Linked DNA regions of Drosophila melanogaster: region 2 is linked to region 1. Evidence: chromatin contacts called from public HiChIP or PLAC-seq data. All regions are on one chromosome and are shown on one strand. The core of a region is the stretch at or near the end of the contact, and the rest is flanking DNA. Distances in the headings are between cores, read along the strand shown.

What was found. HiChIP or PLAC-seq counts read pairs in DNA pulled down with a chosen protein or histone mark.
Region 2: an H3K27ac HiChIP or PLAC-seq map of the Kc167 cell line shows a contact between it and region 1, with 4 times the contacts expected there. The contact joins the promoter of lds here to the promoter of CG1965 in region 1. A contact is called at or near these places in 7 of 107 Hi-C or Micro-C datasets (the Kc167 cell line, the S2 cell line, embryo and 2 more) and 1 of 6 datasets of contacts at active chromatin or transcription factors (the Kc167 cell line).

What each region holds. Positions count from the first base shown.
Region 1 is chr3R:7,066,123-7,068,862 of dm6, forward strand. CG1965 reads left to right here and starts at 1,279. Exons shown (of 9, transcript NM_141432.3): 1 at 1,279-1,607; 2 at 1,666-1,967; 3 at 2,586-2,740. The coding sequence starts at 1,388. CG1105 reads right to left here and starts at 1,014. Exons shown (of 4, transcript NM_141431.2): 1 at 802-1,014; 2 at 20-175. The coding sequence starts at 916.
Region 2 is chr3R:7,919,016-7,921,715 of dm6, forward strand. lds (lodestar) reads left to right here and starts at 1,416. Exons shown (of 5, transcript NM_080111.4): 1 at 1,416-1,583; 2 at 1,652-2,700. The coding sequence starts at 1,514. It overlaps CG10445, which reads right to left and starts at 1,284. Exons shown (of 5, transcript NM_001260045.1): 1 at 1,163-1,284; 2 at 847-1,107; 3 at 389-786; 4 at 1-262. The coding sequence starts at 997.

The DNA of each region.
Region 1 (2,740 bases), core at 29-2,528:
GTCTGTTTTTTGTACTTACTGTTTTTGCCGCCCAGCAGATAGTACTGGATCTTAAAGTACTCCTCATGCCCCTTCAGTTGGGTGACCTCGTTCTCGGTCTTGCCCTCGCTGGTGGTTACGCTCTTCTCCTCTGACCACTCGGTGTTGGCTTCTCCCAGGAACCGAATGATAATACCTACGAGAAACAAGTGGCTGTATTTACGGAATGACAATCGACGACGTCACTGTGGCGCTTTAATTTTAGCTATAAATAATATGAAAAGCTTTCTAAGGCATACTCAACGGATGACATCATCGCTACCAGGCAGCATCTGTCTCCCGTGTTTGGTGACCTCAAAATTTGATTATGGTGGAATGTTTGCCACATAGGTTACATGCCCCCGTCAAATGTACTACATATTTATTTACTTTCTTTTGTATTCATTCACACTTGGAGCTATTTATAGTTGTTATCGCCCAACTGAAAAGAGGAGAAAGTGCATTTCTTTGGAGGGTTTAACAACCGCCAGCTTTCTGAAAACAAGGTCGTTTAGGCACCGAAAGAGCAACCGACATTTGTGGGTGGTGCGCCGGCTTTTTGCGTCAGGATTTTAAGAAGTTAGCAAGGAAACTACCAACGACAGCCAGTGAACATCCTGCACATTGAAGACGAAAGTGCTATGTATATTTATTTACTAAATTTCCAATTAATCATTGACTCTTACACAGGTGTCGTCACTCCTATGAGTAATAGTAAGCAGCTGGGGTTTTAATTAGCATTCTCCAGCGCTGCCCACAATTGGGACTTGGATTCGCACTTACCTCGGACTTTTTTGGGCGAGTCGAACGTAAACTTCACCTGGCCGTTGACCGTCTGACCGGCGTAGTAGGTGTTCCACGGGTTGTCCAATTGCAATTCACAACCTTTAAGGCCCATGTTAGAGATTCTGTGACTCAAGGCACCAATAAGTTAACGACTTTTCGGTCTGTTTTGAAACGCCCTGCGGTCGCCGAATTCAGAGATTAGAGATGGCCGTTGTCGGTATCTAGGGATGAAAAGTCATCTAAGCTCTTGCCGATATTTTAATAAGACCAGTTTTATGTGTAGCTGCCCTGGGTATACAAATTAATGTATTTATCACATTTTTATTTAATTGTTACAATAGTTTCAAAATTTGTAAAGCTATTCATATTTTCAATACAGAAAAGTTTTGTAAGTGCTAGACCGAGGACCGAGAATTAACGTTCCAGCCCTGCTCGTGACTCACGTGAGCACGAGAACGACATCGAAAGATTTTCATCTCTATTACAATACGACAGCAAGAAGAAGAGATCTTGCGAAAATTCGCTTTTCTTCCGATTTTTCATTGATTAAACAAATCGCAGAGTAACAACAACATCGTGGAAAATGTCGCTTTTTCGCAAACCGAAGAAAATTCAGCGACGCGTGTTCTCCAGCAACGCTGACGAAGAGGAGGACGGCGCATCCTTGGATCCGGACGCCGAAATGGAGGCGCCACCGCCTCCCATAATTTCGGGCAAGAGGGAGAAAGAGAAGAGCCGGAAGGCCATAAAGCCGCAGGAGGACAACAGCAAGCCAAAGGCGCTGCTCAGCTTCGCAGATGATGGTGAGTGATACCGGAATATAAAAAGAGTATGGAGCCAAAATCCCCAATTCTTTTGCAGAGGATGACGGCGAGGTGTTCCAGGTGCGAAAGTCGTCGCATAGCAAGAAAGTGATGCGCATGCTGGACAAGGAACGCCGCAAGAAGAAGCGCGAGGAACGGGCGGAAAACAGCGGACATCCCGGGGGCGAAAATGGTAGTACACAGCATTTAGAGTCGTCCGGTGGCCCATCATCGGGTCCCCCGAATTCCAACTCGAATCCTGCCAATGCTGGCAGATATAAAAGTGCCAGCGATCAGAGTAAAAGTAAAAAAAGTGATAATCATATGATCCAAACCGAAATACGCACAGACGACTTTGTGGTAAGGTTATTATTATTCAATTTCTTCTACAATAATACCGTTTAACGAAATTTCAACATCAGAAATTACATTGAATTATCGTAGAACAATTAGCAGCAAAGATTAGGCTGAATGAGTTTAAATGTGTTATTAAATTAGTTGGTTTTTCTGGTCTGAAGTGCCAATTTTAAAATATTAGTAGCTTAGACGTTGATTTGCTTGGCGTTTTAACTGGTCAGTGATGGGAAGTGTCTAGGATCTGCGATCCAACTATCACTCAACATAAAATTTCCAATTATAATGCGATCTTTAAGTACTACTACTGTAACTATGACCACGAATTAGAAAATTTATCACAGAACATTCTAACTCATTCTTTCTTTGATAATAAATTGACGCATACAACTTGACCTTACCAGAAGAAAACTATTTAAATATTATGTAACATTCAAAGATATATTTTTTGAATTACCAAAAATCAAAGCCATTGCTAACGTAGTCACATAAATAGTAATTTTCCCACCATTGATAGTCGCATGTCTTCCCTTCCACAAAAGCAGCATGAATACCAATGCTTCACCCTAATCGAAGTCCTTTAGGAATCCACAATAATATAAAACTTACTTATCTTGTCCCCAGCTAGTGGTAAAGAAATCTGAGACTCCCGAGGCAATTCTGAACGGTAGAGCTGCCCTTTGCGCTGGACGGGAGGATATGAGCGATGAAGAAGACCAGCAATCCGAGGATGGTGGCCATGACAAAACGCGTCACCGTTTCTCCAAGCCAGAACATTT
Region 2 (2,700 bases), core at 166-2,665, 850 kb after region 1:
ACTTTAACGTCAAGGCTTTCTTCTTTTCTTCTCGTTTTCTGTTCTTAGTTTCTTCCGAAGCCAAGATTAGGGCTATCATAGATAGAGTTTTTCCAAGGCCCATGTCGTCGGCAAGGATTCCTCCAGAGATCTTCTGACGCTCACGAAATTGCATCCATTTCAAGCAAGACTGCTGATGCTTTAGCAGGCGCACTAACAGCAAAGCGGGTTGCTTTTCCAAGTCATCGATTGCAGGACGTGGCTGAATGGGCTCATACAGGGTCTAGAATAGGGCGCATTTAAAGATTTAAAAATATACAATTTATAAAAGTACTAATAAAAAGCATAAAAGCAATTAATCCTGGCTATTAAACCATTAATCCTTGGTGTGCAATAGTCAGTATTTTACCTTCAGACTGTCGATTATGTTGCTCTTGTGCTGATAGAACTGCGCTGCAGTGTGGTTGGCCTTTTGTCGATAGCGGTTCAGACCGGAGTACAAATTGCTCCACTTGGGCTGCTCGGTGTGGTCCACCAGTTCCGAGTTATCTTCGATTTTGATCTCCTGCTGGTCCTCCCGCAAACGCAAAGTGTCCAGGAATTCGCCCAGCGCCTCCAGGCGGGCATTGAGCTTCTCCAGGTGCAACTTTAAATCGCAAAGCTCCTTGGTTTCGGACGCGTTCTCCTCCAGTTGCCGCTGCTGCTGCTCCATTGTGAGTATCTTTTGCACCAGCTGATCGATCTGTGCTTTTTTTTCGTTATACTCCGAAGCACTGACAAAAATTGCACTTTCATTGTCGGCATATTCTGTTGGGGAAAGGTCGAGGTAAGTAAGAAGAAGTGGCATTGCATGTTCCAGGTTCTTACCACCTGACAATTCGAGACTGTCAACTGGCTCAGGCTCCATCCAGTTGTTAATTTCACCAGAGCTGTCCGGCACGGGGACGCTGCTCTGGTCTTGAATGCTGCACGATTGTTTGTGGATTTCGGTTGTATCTGATGGTGAAGATGATTCCATTGGGTATATTGGACTGCTTCCATACCTGGATTGGGTATTATTTAAGCTTGAGATCACAGATAAACTGCAACACGGCGGCAAGTCCGATCTCGAACACGGACTCCGTGGAACTGAAAACGACTCTATTAGGATGAACAACAAAGTAAATGCTCCCGGAAAACCTACGATCTAATTCCATTTGATAACTAAAAGCTCAAAAAACGAAGCGACAAGTTAAAAGATTCATTAAATCTTTTAAAATAAACACCGGGTAATCGATAATCGATTTTAAAAGGTGCATTATAACCGATCATTTCGTTGCGAAGCGTTCACACTGTGGGCAGATGGTACCAAAATATGTGCAGTAGGCTCGATTTTTGATGTTTAAACTATTTGGCCTGCCACACGACTCGGCGCGATCTTCTGCTTTCTAAAATATCGATAGTTTGTGGCATTGTTTTGATCAGGTGGCATCTCCATTCTGAAATAAATGGCGCTGATTTACAAGCATTTTTTGTAAAATACCTATAGCTAAAAATGTCCAGTGAAAACAGCGAGTATTATAGTGACAAGGAGGAAGACTCGGTGGTCAACAACTCCAGTTTAGGTAAGTAATTTTTGGATCGCTTTTAGTTTGGTGCCCAGTTCATGTCATTCACTTAACATGCAATACAGGCCGATCAAGGAAATCCTCGCGGCTCAGCAAATCGTCGCGACTCAGCAAATCCTCGCGCCCCAGCAGCGCTGGCGTGGTTATAGATGAAACGCAATCAGAGGAGGAAGAGTCCCAGTCGAGTGAGACTGCGGAATCCGAAAAGTCCGATGAGTCCGACAACTCGCAAAATTCCCAGGAGTCAGAAGACTCTGAGGACGACAGCGTTCGTCCGTCCGCTAGGAACACTAAGAGGAAGCCCTTGGGAATCCCCTCCGATAGCGAGGATGAGGAGGACGAGCTGGAACAGCGCGCTTTGTCACCCAGCACCCGCATGAGCATCACTGGAGTGCGGCCTCAGGATCTCAGCGATGACGACAGCGAGATCGAGTACAGCGATGAAGTGCAGGAGGGACCCACGGAGGCACCCACTGCCGAAGCGGTCGTGCCGCGCTACACCACACAGTTTGCTGGTAATATACAGAACGACCTCCATTCGACGATTGGCGCTGCGGATTCTGAGGTCTTGGACGACTCCAGTGGCAGTGATGTGCTCATACTCAGCAACAAGGAGACACCTATTGAGATACTATCCAGCACAGACGACGATGCCACCACCAATAAGGAAAACATGTCCGGCCCGCCGTTTGAACGCCCATCAAAGTCTTTGTCGCCCAGAAGCAGTGCTGGCGCTTCGGTGGTCAAGACAAGCAAGAATCTCAGTCAGCCAACAATACAAGCGGTTCTTAAGCAAAAGACATCTCCTGCCGCTCCACGTCGATCTCGGATTAAGAGCGAGGACCAGAAGGTGGTCAGCCAGGTGGTCTACGATGAGGAGATGCGTAAGCTGGCCGAAAAGCGCGTTCAGGTAAGCGATGCGGAGAAGCTCTTCGAGAAAGTGGCCCACAAGCTGCCCGATAAGGGCAGCCAGATTATGAAGCGCATTGACACCCTGCGCCGTGAGCTCGCAATGGACGAGCAATGGATTAGCGCACTAAGGGTTCAGCAGAGTAATGTGCCTGCCGTCAGAGTGGTTAAGCCAACACTAAATCCACCCAGAGCTCCATCAATC